3 separate regions of the Mus musculus genome follow, and regions 2 and 3 are each linked to region 1. The links are chromatin contacts, called in public promoter capture Hi-C maps. All regions are on one chromosome and are shown on one strand. The core of a region is the stretch at or near the end of the contact, and the rest is flanking DNA. Distances in the headings are between cores, read along the strand shown. Region 1 holds the start of Coq2 (coenzyme Q2 4-hydroxybenzoate polyprenyltransferase). Region 2 overlaps Wdfy3 (WD repeat and FYVE domain containing 3). Region 3 holds the start of 9430085M18Rik (a long non-coding RNA gene).

Region 1 (3,780 bases), core at 472-2,971:
ATGCCCCAGTACAGGGGAACGCCAGGGCCAAAAAGGGGGAGTGGGTGGGTAGGGGATTGGGGGGGTGGGTATGGGGGACTTTTGGGATAGCATTGAAAATGTAAACGAGGAAAATACCTAATAAAAATAAATAAATAAATAAATAAATAAATAAAACAAAACAAACAAACAAACAAAAAACCAAAAAAACCCAAAACCTCAAACATTTATTCCATGTATTTAGTTATTTAGTGTGTGTGTGTGTGTGTGTGTGTGTGTGTGTGTCTCCCACGGAAGGCCACAGACATCATGTCACAAAAGCAAAAGGTTGCTATTGACCCTCTATGGAGTTAACAGAACAGGGCAGAGAGCCATGGTCGCTCCTGCTTCATGCTAATAACTATTCTTTGGACTCAGTCTAGTCTTTACTTTTATAATGTCCTACTACCACTGCAGGACAAGTTGAAATGGGTTTGAGAGTGAAAAAGTTAGTGGACTTTAAAATACATTTTTTTCAAATAAAAAAAAAGCAATTTTAAAAAACAGCTTTATCATCCTTTCCCTCTAAAATAGAAAGCATTCGCAATGATTTTTGCATTTTAAATATTGTGTTGGGAACTCCAGGCAAATGGAAATAGTGTGCAAGTGTGAAAGAGCCTCGTGTTTGGCATGGCGGCACCTATGCTACCTGAAAGGGTGCTTGAAAATAAACAGCGTGGAGGCAACTTTTGGGAAAAGAAAGGAGCCTCAAAGGCCGCAAACCTGTAGAGGAGCTCAACTGGCAAGCAGCAGATGGAGCTAAAAGATCAAAGGACCAGCAGCGCTTCCCAGACTGCAAAGGCCAGCGCGCCCCCTGCTGCACCTTCCTCAAGCGCCAGGCCAGGATCACAGAACTCACTTCATAGGCTTTAAGGAAGGGCACCGAAAAGGATACACCACCATCTCAAAACACTAAAATCCAGATAAGCGACTTGTCCAGAGCCAGTCAGTGAGGGGTTACCGTGGAATAACACATACCAGGTACCTGCAAACATGCAACGGCCAACTATATTAACAAGGGTCGCATAAAGTTGGTTATTGTTTTGTTTTTCTTTGTTTTATTTTTCAAGACAGGGTTTCTCTGTGTAGCTCTGGCTGTCCTGGAACTCACTCTTTAGTAAGCTGGCCGAAAACGTAAAGATCTGACTGCCTCTGCCTCCCGAGTGCTGGGATTAAAGGAGTGCGCCACCACCACCTGGTTATGAAGTTGTTCTTGAGTGAAACTGCATCCTTTTTAGCTGTCAAACTTAGGTTCACCTCGAGTAAAGAATTTCCCTTAAGTATATAGATATAGATAGATATACTTAAATTCATATATATGTATATATATGAGTATATGTATATATGAATATACATATATAAAAATTTACATAATTTGATTTGGCTTTTTGTTTCCCTTTTAGTGTTAGAAGGTGAACATTCCATGTAGTTAACATTTTTGGACTTAAGTTTTTCTTTTTATGGTAGAACTATTCCATACAAATAAACAAACACTCTCCTTTTGAGTTCATTAAGAAGCCTGGAGATGGAGAGATGGCTCAGCGGTGAACAGCACCTGCTGCTCTCCTTACAGAGGACCCAGGTTTGATTTCTAGCACCATACGGCTCAGCCCGGTCTGTAAATCCAGTTCCAGGAGCGCGCGCGCCACCACTGCGCATGCCTGCCCGCGGCCCGTCGCCCTGGATGACGCCACCGACCGGCGTCCAGCCTGGCGCCATGCTGCGCTGGGGAGGCGCGGGGCTCGCGCGGGGCCTGCGGGCCGTTCGGTCCGCATGGCTGCGAGGTCCGCGCGGGCTCCCATTGGCCCTGGTGCGCAGCGCAGGGGTTCCGGGCGCGCGGGATCGGCGAGCCCCGGCCCCCGGGACGCAGCGGGGCCGAGCTCTCAGCCTGTCGGCCGCGGCCGTGGTGAACTCGGCGCCCCGCCCGCTGCAGCCCTACCTGCGCCTCATGCGCCTGGACAAGCCCATAGGTGAGTGGGGCGGGCTGGGCTGCGCTGCGCTCGACAGCCTGCCTGCCTGAGGAGCAGGGCCGCAGTGACCGCGACTCCGCTGCGATGCACCCATTGGGCCAGTCCCCTCGGGACTCGGTCAGGACCTTAGCCAGGGACACGCAGATTTTCCCTCGCTCTGAGCCGGGAGTCCCGGAGGCGGACGTTGATAATCACATATTCCCAGACCATTCCACAAACTCCAGACCACTCCTACCCCATTCAGATGTGAGCAGGTGCTCCTTTGCTTTCACGAAGCTTTTGATTGTTGATTTGCAGTTTTGAAGCATTTCTGCATTCATTAGTTTTCGATTTTTGCCTCCAATTATGTAAGGCCCAAGGGGCATGTAAGTAAGACTATTGAAATCAAGGCTCCTCGTCAGAGCCAGACCAGAAGGACCCCAAAAGTGTTACTACTGGGCTTTTTTTCCCCCTCATCACCGGTTACAAAGATTGAGAGCATCTGAACACAGCCGGGTTATCGTGCTTTAGAATTGCCCGCCAACGTAAACTCACACAAGCCTCTCTATGACCTTCTTTTTCTCAGTCTTTTTCATCAAAGTGCTCACGGACTATTGACACCTGTGACACAATATAAGCTCCGTCTGCACGCAAGGTTTCTGTCTAGTTGGTAAAACGATGCCCGGAGTTGTAGATGAAGTCACCTGGCCTTAGTGACAGAATGAGCTAGGAAAACTACCAGCTTTGAAAGAATTTGTTTCTGGCTGGAAAAGACAGTTGATAACCTAGGAAAGTATGGAAAAGTATCAGAGGTATAGGTCATGCACAGGAAAAGAAAAATAACTTACTGTCTCCAGAGTTCGAACAACTGAAAAAAATAGTACTCCAAAGGAAATGCTATATTATAGAGTAGAGAGGTCTTGGAGAAATATTTTCAAAATCCAAGGGTAGCTAAATATGGTGGCTCACATCTATAGTCTAACATCCAACGGCAGGAGGGCTGATTCAAGTTGCAAGTCAGTCTGGGCTTTATATTCTGAAATAAAAGCCAAACAAACAGACTTAGTGCTGAAACATTAAGACTAGGAGCCTGACCTGCAACCCTGGAAAGATGTAGGAAGAGGGATACAACTGAATTCCAGCTAATCTAGATGTCAGTATGTACAGTTTCAGCGTATGGAAGAACATCCAAATGCCAAACTTATTTGTTCTGCCTTTACCTATCCAGGACCCCCAACGTGGCCCCGTTTGGGTTTGGTGTTTGTTTTTGGACAGGGTCCCATATGTGTCTTTGGCTAACCTTGACCTCCTGCCTCCATTTCCCAGTTGCTAGGACTGCAGGCACTCTCCTCCATGCCTGGCTGGACCTGTTTTATTTTGCATAAGACAAGGGCTTGCTTTGTACTGCAGGTTGGCCACAAACTCCAGAGCTTGCCTCAGCGTCCAGGTGACAAAGTGGGTGGGGTGGCAGTAGCCAGGTGTCACTGTTGATATTCTAGATGTGAATGCTCCCTGTGTGGGTTTTAAGCACCGAATCACTGCAACAAGAGATTATAGACACCTATTAAATAGAAGGCAGGCCTGCCATTATTAGGGTGTTGTATAATTCAGGGTTTACACAAGCATTTTATAATTCTGTTCTTAGATTCTGGGTGACAAAGCTACAAGAGAGACTTGCAGACACGCAGGACAGATCAACAGCTGCCATTGTTTCTGTTTTCACAATTAAGCATCATTAATCTAGTGGCTGTACATCCTGCCATGTAACAGGACTCTATAAAGTGATTCTGAGCCACATTTTTGAGCCAGACCT
Region 2 (3,780 bases), core at 584-3,083, 1.3 Mb before region 1:
CCTGCCTCCTAGGACCTACGCACCTGTGTCTTCTCGAGTTGCTGGCATAACTGCCATTGCCGTGTGAGACATTTCCAGAGCTAACTAAAGTTAGACATCTTCCTTTTTAATTTGTTTCCGTGTGAGTTTTGGTGACTCAAGCAAGGAATAGCGTGTAAGAATATTGAGTGGCATTTGAAGCTGTTTTTCTAAGTTCGAGAAAAAACCATCTTAATTATAACAGCAACTAACACAGATCCCTGTGTGCACATTTCACAGGCATCCACTCACATAAGCCTTTTGCTAATAAGATAGGTGTTATTTGTGTCCCTGTAACAGTTTACTTTTTTTAATTTGATTTATTTTCTTGCAGTTCCTAAGCTATGCTAGAGAGACCTTGCCCCCAGACCCTCCCTGTGTTTTAGACACTATAACCTGAAGTGTAGCTTGATTAGACATCTGAAGTGTGAGTCTAGTGGGTGGAGGACACGGTCAGACTGCCCACAGAATTGTGCTTTTAACTTCTGCAGTGTGAGAAACAAAGTTTTAATCGAAAGAGTCTTAATGGGCTTTCTCTAGAAACCTCCTTTTGCATTTCAGTAGCATCTGCCTAAGTCAGAAGAGTCGTTAAAATTCTTATGCTTTCATTAACTTACTGATCCATGATTTCTAGATACGATTTCCATCTTCAGCAAGCAACCACTTTCTTAGGGAAATGTATGCTAACCTCAGTGTGTAGTGGGCTGTGTCCCCAGACCTGTGACAGTCCACTCTACGGTGTATGCTAACCTCAGTGTGTAGTGGGCTGTGTCCCCAGACCTGTGACAGTCCACTCTACAGTGTATGCTAACCTCAGTGTGTAGTGGGCTGTGTCCCCAGACCTGTGACAGTCCACTCAACAGTGTATGCTAACCTCAGTGTGTAGTGGGCTGGGCCCTCAGGCCTGTGACAGTCCACTCAACAGTGTATGCTAACCTCAGTGTGTAGTGGGCTGCGCCCCCCCAGGCCTGTGACAGGACAGTGTTCACAGTAGAGTCATTTCTCGTGTCCTTGTTGTTAAAGTTACACATGTCATGTACTTGTTACATTTTGCCCTAGTGTCTTTAAAATAGTGATAGCTTTATGTGCCAGCCACTTTACAAAACTCTGTGTGTGTGTGTGTGTGTGTGTGTGTGTGTGTGTGTGTGTGTGTGTGTTTGGAGAGTTCTAATTATCTCTCTCATACTCACTGAAAGCCATGACACAGGCAGGCAGAGTAAGTGCTATGATAACGCAGTTTACTGTTGGAGCCAGAGTTGGAATCCCTGCATTCGACTCTGATCTGCATCCACTCCATATCATAACCTTAAGATTGTTATAATGTTGGAATGTCTTAACAGGAATTATAATTGTTAAGAATATAATTTACTAAACTTGACAACAAAGAAATGCTGTTGCTACCAAATACTTTTTAAAATGGAAATTCCCAGCAAAAGAGTGGAAGGAACATACTAGGTGTTTTAGTAATATGCACAGCTTATATAGTTTCTTTTAAAATAACTAAGTTTTAGTATATAGTGAAGTCTTTATCATTGTTGAAGTGGTGTGTGTCATATGGACAGCTGCATATAATATATGCAGTTATATCTGTATCAGCACATGGCCTTTCCCAGATGGCTACATACACTGTATGCAGTTGTAACCTGTATTAGCGCATGGCCTTTCCCGGTCTTTGGCTTCCCTTAGAAACATGTAATATTTGAAGACAATGACCTTCTGAAATACCACAGCTGCTGATATTAAGACGGATCAGCAGAGTGTTGTTGTCATAAGAACGGAAACGTAGGTCGACAGATGTCAGTCCACAGAGCAGGACAACACGACATTGTGTGTAGATGCATTTAGGGAAGTGGAATTCCCTAAGCTTAAGCCTTCCCTGGCCATTCATTTAACCCAGTGCAGAATCCTTGATAACTTTAAAAATCACCATAGTTCCTCACGCAGTGATGGTGGTGGTGGTGGTGGTGGTGGTAACAGCCGTTTTGAAAATCAAAAATTTAAAAGAACTCCAAACTCTAAAACTTAAGAAACATTTGTTGTTCAGTGCGTAGATGCCTGTGCACCACATGCCTATGAGGCTGAAAGAGGAAGGATGTTGGGCCCCTGGTTACAGACACCTGGGACTCCCCCGTGTAGCGCTGGGGATTGAAGCTGGGTCCCCTGCAAGAGCAGCCCGTGTTCATAGTTGCTGAGTCATCACTCCAGCCTCAAATCCTAGAGCTTTCTAACATGATGTCCCATGTAGAGAATCCCCTACGGTAGAGCTTTGTGTCATAGATAAAAGTATTTAAACACACGCACACACACACATTTCCTGTTCAGACTTAAGGTATATCATTGCATGTGTACTCTGAAAACAGCTGAAGGACTTCCTGGACCTAAGGCTTTTGGCTAAGAAGCCCCCGCCTTACATAACACACTGCACTGTTGAGCAACTACGGAAGGCAGAGTGTGAGGGTGCCTAGTGTTGGTGCCTTGCATACTTAAATCAGGTGTTACCGAGTGGGTGACAGGACGGCTTGCTTTCACTGTGGTTATTAGGTCAGATGGGGCAGGGTCCTTTTTTCGGCCTCAGGTTCTAATTCTTTCTAGAGAGACAGATGTCTAAGTCCTCTCTCCTGAGAAACTGTGCCTGAATCAGAGCCCTCAGGTCTCAGCTGCGCTTCCTTGTCTTCCCCCTTAGAATAACCCACCTGATAATCACTTACACAGTCCCAAGCTTTCGTGGTCATGTGATGTCACACTATGTATTTTACCGGTTTCCCTTCTCTCTCCTTGCAGGCCCTGCTGTCCGTCCTTCGAGAAAGCCACCGTTCAAGAACAGTCTTTAGGAAAGTGGGAGGGTTTGTGTACATTACATCCTTGCTCGTTGCTATGGAGAGGTCTTTGAGCTCTCCTCCCAAGAACGGCTGGGAGAAGGTGAGCCAGAGCCAGGTGTTGGAGCTCCTGCACACTGTGTTCTGCACGCTGACGGCAGCCTTGCGCTATGAGCCGGCCAACTCGCACTTCTTCAAGACCGAGATACAGTACGAAAAGCTGGCGGACGCTGTCCGCTTCCTTGGCTGCTTCTCAGACCTCAGGAAAATAAGTGCCGTGAACGTCTTCCCGTCAAACACGCAGCCTTTCCAGAGACTGCTGGAGGAAGGGGCGGTGTCCGTGGACTCTGTGTCACCGACCCTGCGGCACTGCAGTAAACTCTTTATCTATCTCTACAAAGTGGCCACAGATTCTTTTGACAGGTATGGGCCCCGCTTTGCTGTCTGAATTGCAGGCTGTGCCCAGCACAGCCTCAGCATTAGACTCCGGTTAACTGGAAGGAGGGTGAAAACCAGTGAATCTTCTATTTACTTGAGGTCTGTCACTCTGCTCAGGACCCTTCCTAGCCTCGTCCGGGCGTCGAGTTTGCAGCACAGGAGCGTGTGTTTGAGTAAATGCGCGTTCAGTTTGCGCCCATTGCATTTAACAGAACAGCTTCTAGGATGTTTCCTTTTGAGCCATGAGTGTTGTTCCTTACTCTCAGAGAACACTAGGTGTGTGTGGGTGCGTTCATCCTGGTCACCAACCGGACAACATGGTTATTGTGATACGTATTGCCAGGTGATTGCAGATAGACTGTCACACTTTCATAGTCTTTGAGAGATGGCATGCCTCCCCAAGAGACATGCGACACTGGGGCATCCCAGGCAAGTGTCCATCAGAATCGTTTACCTAGTCCTTCAGGAAGGGAACAAGTGCTTGCTGCATGCCAGGCCACTGTACATT
Region 3 (3,780 bases), core at 450-2,949, 1.0 Mb before region 1:
TTTATTGAAATGGGCGGAGTGTGCTGTTGTCTCTCCTGACTCTCGGTGTCCTTTGGGAGATGAGATGAGAAAGGGGAGGTGAAATTTCTTCAGAATTACAAAGCATTTTCTGTTAGTCCTGAAGCAATGCTACAAAATTCAAAGGGTCGCTATTTGCGTGCATTTCCTTCCTAATAGAAAGAACACCATTGGGCTGGAGACATGGCTAAGAGGCTAAGATCAGTGGCTGCTTTTCCAGAGGACCTCAGTTCAATTTCAAGCAACCACATGGTGGCTCACAACCATCTATAAATATAATCTGATGCCCTCTTCTGGCATGCAGGTGTACATGAAGATAGAGTACTTATATACATTAACTAAATAAATAAATCTTAAACAACAACAACAAACAACACCCACACTGTTGCCTGCCATCCCAGCACTCAGGAGGCTGAAGCAGGAGGATCATGAGATTGTAGCTAGTCTGGGCTACATAGCTAGCCTGTCACTTGAAAACCACAGACACTCCAAAACTACCATCCATCTTCCCTTCACCTGTCTCTCCTTTTGGAAGCAAGATCTAGAGTCTGCTGTGGCTAAAAGCGCCTGCACTCACTTGGGCCTGTAGGTGCCTGGTGCATTGCAGAGGGCAGAAGCAGACGTGGCCATATACTGTGACTCTCTTGTTCTGAAACATTTTCCCCTTCAGTCACCTAGAATTCTAGGTGGATAGACAAACACCTTGTACAAGAGTTGACAGTGTGTCCAGGCAACTGCAACTTCCTTACTGTGCTTTTACTAATCCCTAGACAAGGATCAGCCAGACCAGAGTGTAACCAAGACTGACCAATGGCATGTGTTTCCTCTGATTCCTGGATAATTTTCCTTGCCTGGATAATTCGGGGGCTCTTGACTGCCCCGCTGAACAGCACTGACAGGAGCAGCTGCCCTTCCTTCCTGCTGTGGTTTTACTGACTAAATGTCCTTTCCTGGTTTTCACACCTACTTTCTCTGGGTTTGGAGGTGAGTGGCTGGACCCAATATGTTGGAATACCCAGTGTCAGGGCCCTGACCAAGGATTGCAGTAGTATTTATACACATGTACACACACACACATATGCACACGCGCACCCTCCCACCCATCCCCCAGGAACACACCTCTCCTACCCTGGAATGTCACACGGTAACAATGGCAACGCAGGAAGAGGAAGGAACCTGGAGAACGCTCTCCTCAGTGCCCTAGTTCGTCACAGACGGGTCCTTGCAGCGTCATCTCTGGACATTCTGAGGAGTGGTATGCTAGAGGAAGGAGGGACCTCAGGGGCAACCAGCTTCTAGGTAGCAGAAGGGATCAAATTCTCAAACCGTTAGTGTGAGAGAGCAACACAAACTTCTGCTGTGAGGTGGATCTCACCACAGGCCCAGGCTGAGCGTGACCTAGGGCTGGTGCCTCTGAAGCAGGAGACAGCACAAGGTTTTCCACATTTCCTCGGGTATTTTGTTGCGGTGACGACAGATGGACTCACACCTCCGCTTTATCCTGTCGCTTTACTATTTGTTCGCCCTGTATTTCTGTGACCTGCTTACAGTTATATTTTCTTTCAGACTTTAACAGCTACCACCTCAGCCAGTTCAGGTGCAGTGTTTAGTGGCGGTCATGGCTTCCACGCCACCGCCACTGCTGACTCATCAGCTCCTCAGACCCCATGCACGCATGCGCTCACGCCCACGCACGCTCTTTCTGAGCCTTTTAAAGGAAAATACCTCTCTTTTTGCCCCTGTGTACTTTAGTGTATGTTTCTCTCTCTCTCTCTCTCTCTCTCTCTCTCTCTCTCTCTCTCTCTCTCTCTCTCTCTCTCTCTCTCGCTCTCTCTCTCACTCTCCCCCTCCCCTCCCCCTCCCCCTCCCCTCTCCCTCCCCCTCCCCCTCCCCCTCCCCCTCCCCCTCCCCCTCCCTCTCCCTCTCTTACCGGTAATCTAGCCCAATAAATTTACACTGTGCCATACTCTGAAATTGCTCATTCAGATTTCAGTTTTGTCCATTCTCCTAAAAAATGAACTTTCGGCCATTTTATCCTTCCTGGACAGAATCGGGAGAGAAATGTGTATTGCATTAAGTTGTCAAATGCTTATACCTTTAATTTGTATTTCCATGGCCTTTATCTTTTATGATTTGGACAGCTTTTTGGTTTTATTTATGCTTTTGTATGGCTGGGCTTGAATCCTCACTAAACCTTGTGTGATTTAGGCACGTGCTCTGCCGTTGAACTTCGTCTCTGACCCTGATTTGGTTGTGTCGAAGATTACTGTCCCCTCTTTCAATGAGTCAGGGCATTCGTCGTCTGGCTTTTCTGCTTGTCCTTGTGGTCAGCCCGCATTATGAGGAGGGACATGTCTCACGTGAGACTCTTCTGAAGCCTGCACCTGGAGTCATACCAGAACCATCTGCTCCTTGGCTGAGTTACCTGAGCTCAGCAGATCAAGAACTAACCTAGCTTCTCCCTGTGGGATTTTGATTACGGTTGCTTCCCTTGAAGCTATGATGCAAGAGGAGGGAAGAAAACACCAGTCTTGATCAAAAGTTCTCTCTGGGTTAGAATCCATCGGTGTACTTCACGTGATCCAGTCTCTCTGTGATAAAACTGTGGAACCTTCCTTGTGAATGCCAACACTCTTGTTTTTACTAATGTGCCCCTAGCAGTCTCCTGCTGGAGAGATCCTGGACTAATATCCCTTTTCTGTCAGTGTGATCAATATCTGGACCAAAGGCAAATTTAGGAGGAGAGCGTTGCTGTGCCTTATGACTCCAGAGGGGAGTCCAAGAGGACAAAGAAGGAGGGCTGCTGATCATCACTGTCTATCCACACACAGGAAGGAGGGCAGGAAAGGAGAGAGAGAGAGAGAGAGAGAGAGAGAGAGAGAGAGAGAGAGAGAAGGAGGGCTGCTGATCATCACTGTCTATCCACACATAGGAAGGAGGGAAGGAAAGGAGAGAGAGAAAGAAGGGAGGAGAGGGGAGAGGGAGAAAGAGAGAAAGGAGGGAAGAGAGAGAGGGGGGGAAGGGGAGGGAGAGAAAAAGGAGGGAGGGGGAGAGGAGAGAAACACATAGAGAAAGACGGAGAGGCAGAGAGAAGAGAGAGACAGAGATAGAAGAGGGGTCAGGGATCAGAAAGTAGGGTAAGGACTTAAACCCTCAAAGTCCATTCACACTCTCCCCCCCCCCCACTGACACACTTCCTCCAGTGAGGCTTCATCTCCTGAAGGCTTCATAACCTCCCCCAAATAGCATCACCATCATGGGAGCAAGCATTTAGACACACAAGGAGGATTTCCTCACTGAAGCCACCAGAGAGAACATGTATCAAATCTATCGTCTCTTCACCTTTCCAGATCTCTCGTCTATCTTTCTACATAACGTATGACCTCACGAGTTCTTCATTTTCTGTGTTTTATTGTTGGTTGTGCTGCTGTTTTCGTTGTCTTCGATCTGCCAGGGGATGTTGGCATTTGTGTCCTTTGTCTCTAATGTTGTTGTTGTTTTCTTGTGGCTGCCTGTGCTGTCCTTGGCTCTGTCCTGCTGTGGCCCTGGGATTAGGGAGCACTTCTTCCTAGCTGAGTGGCAGCTGCGGGGTGTGACAGGGAGAGGAGCTGCAGTCCTGGGGCAGGACAGTGCTGGGCCTTTCTGTGATGCAAGCAGAGGACGATGGATCCATGAAGCCACTGTCTGACAAACTGGTTTGCTATGAGGAGGAAAACTGGGTTTGAGATGTAAGCAATCCAGTGGCTCTGTTAACTTATAATT

Evidence for each region. Promoter capture Hi-C pulls out the DNA fragments that hold promoters and counts their contacts.
Region 2: a contact with region 1 is called in a promoter capture Hi-C map of the C10 cell line, with 10 times the contacts expected there. The contact joins the enhancer-like site here to the promoter of Coq2 in region 1. A contact is called at or near these places in 5 of 39 promoter capture datasets (the C10 cell line, hippocampal neurons, liver and 1 more) and 1 of 115 datasets of contacts at active chromatin or transcription factors (astrocytes).
Region 3: a contact with region 1 is called in a promoter capture Hi-C map of hippocampal neurons, with 4 times the contacts expected there. The contact joins the promoter of 9430085M18Rik here to the promoter of Coq2 in region 1. A contact is called at or near these places in 7 of 39 promoter capture datasets (the 3T3-L1 cell line, cranial neural crest, frontonasal cranial neural crest and 3 more), 1 of 484 Hi-C or Micro-C datasets (the Ba/F3 cell line), 1 of 115 datasets of contacts at active chromatin or transcription factors (embryonic stem cells) and 2 of 9 other capture datasets (adipose tissue and embryonic stem cells).

What each region holds. Positions count from the first base shown.
Region 1 is chr5:100,672,197-100,675,976 of GRCm38.p6, reverse strand. It overlaps Coq2 (coenzyme Q2 4-hydroxybenzoate polyprenyltransferase), which reads left to right and starts at 1,721. Exons shown (of 7, transcript NM_027978.2): 1 at 1,721-1,988. The coding sequence starts at 1,736.
Region 2 is chr5:101,936,759-101,940,538 of GRCm38.p6, reverse strand. Wdfy3 (WD repeat and FYVE domain containing 3) reads left to right here. Exons shown (of 67, transcript NM_172882.3): 14 at 2,800-3,257. Among named protein-coding and RNA genes, the nearest start is that of Gm42135, 9.2 kb to the left of the region's middle. Within about 2 kb of position 1,833, at least 49 of the 459 cell types and tissues checked have an H3K27ac peak or open chromatin away from gene starts, as enhancers often do.
Region 3 is chr5:101,701,468-101,705,247 of GRCm38.p6, reverse strand. It overlaps 9430085M18Rik (a long non-coding RNA gene), which reads right to left and starts at 1,699. Exons shown (of 3, transcript XR_001785073.2): 1 at 1,138-1,699; 2 at 1-50.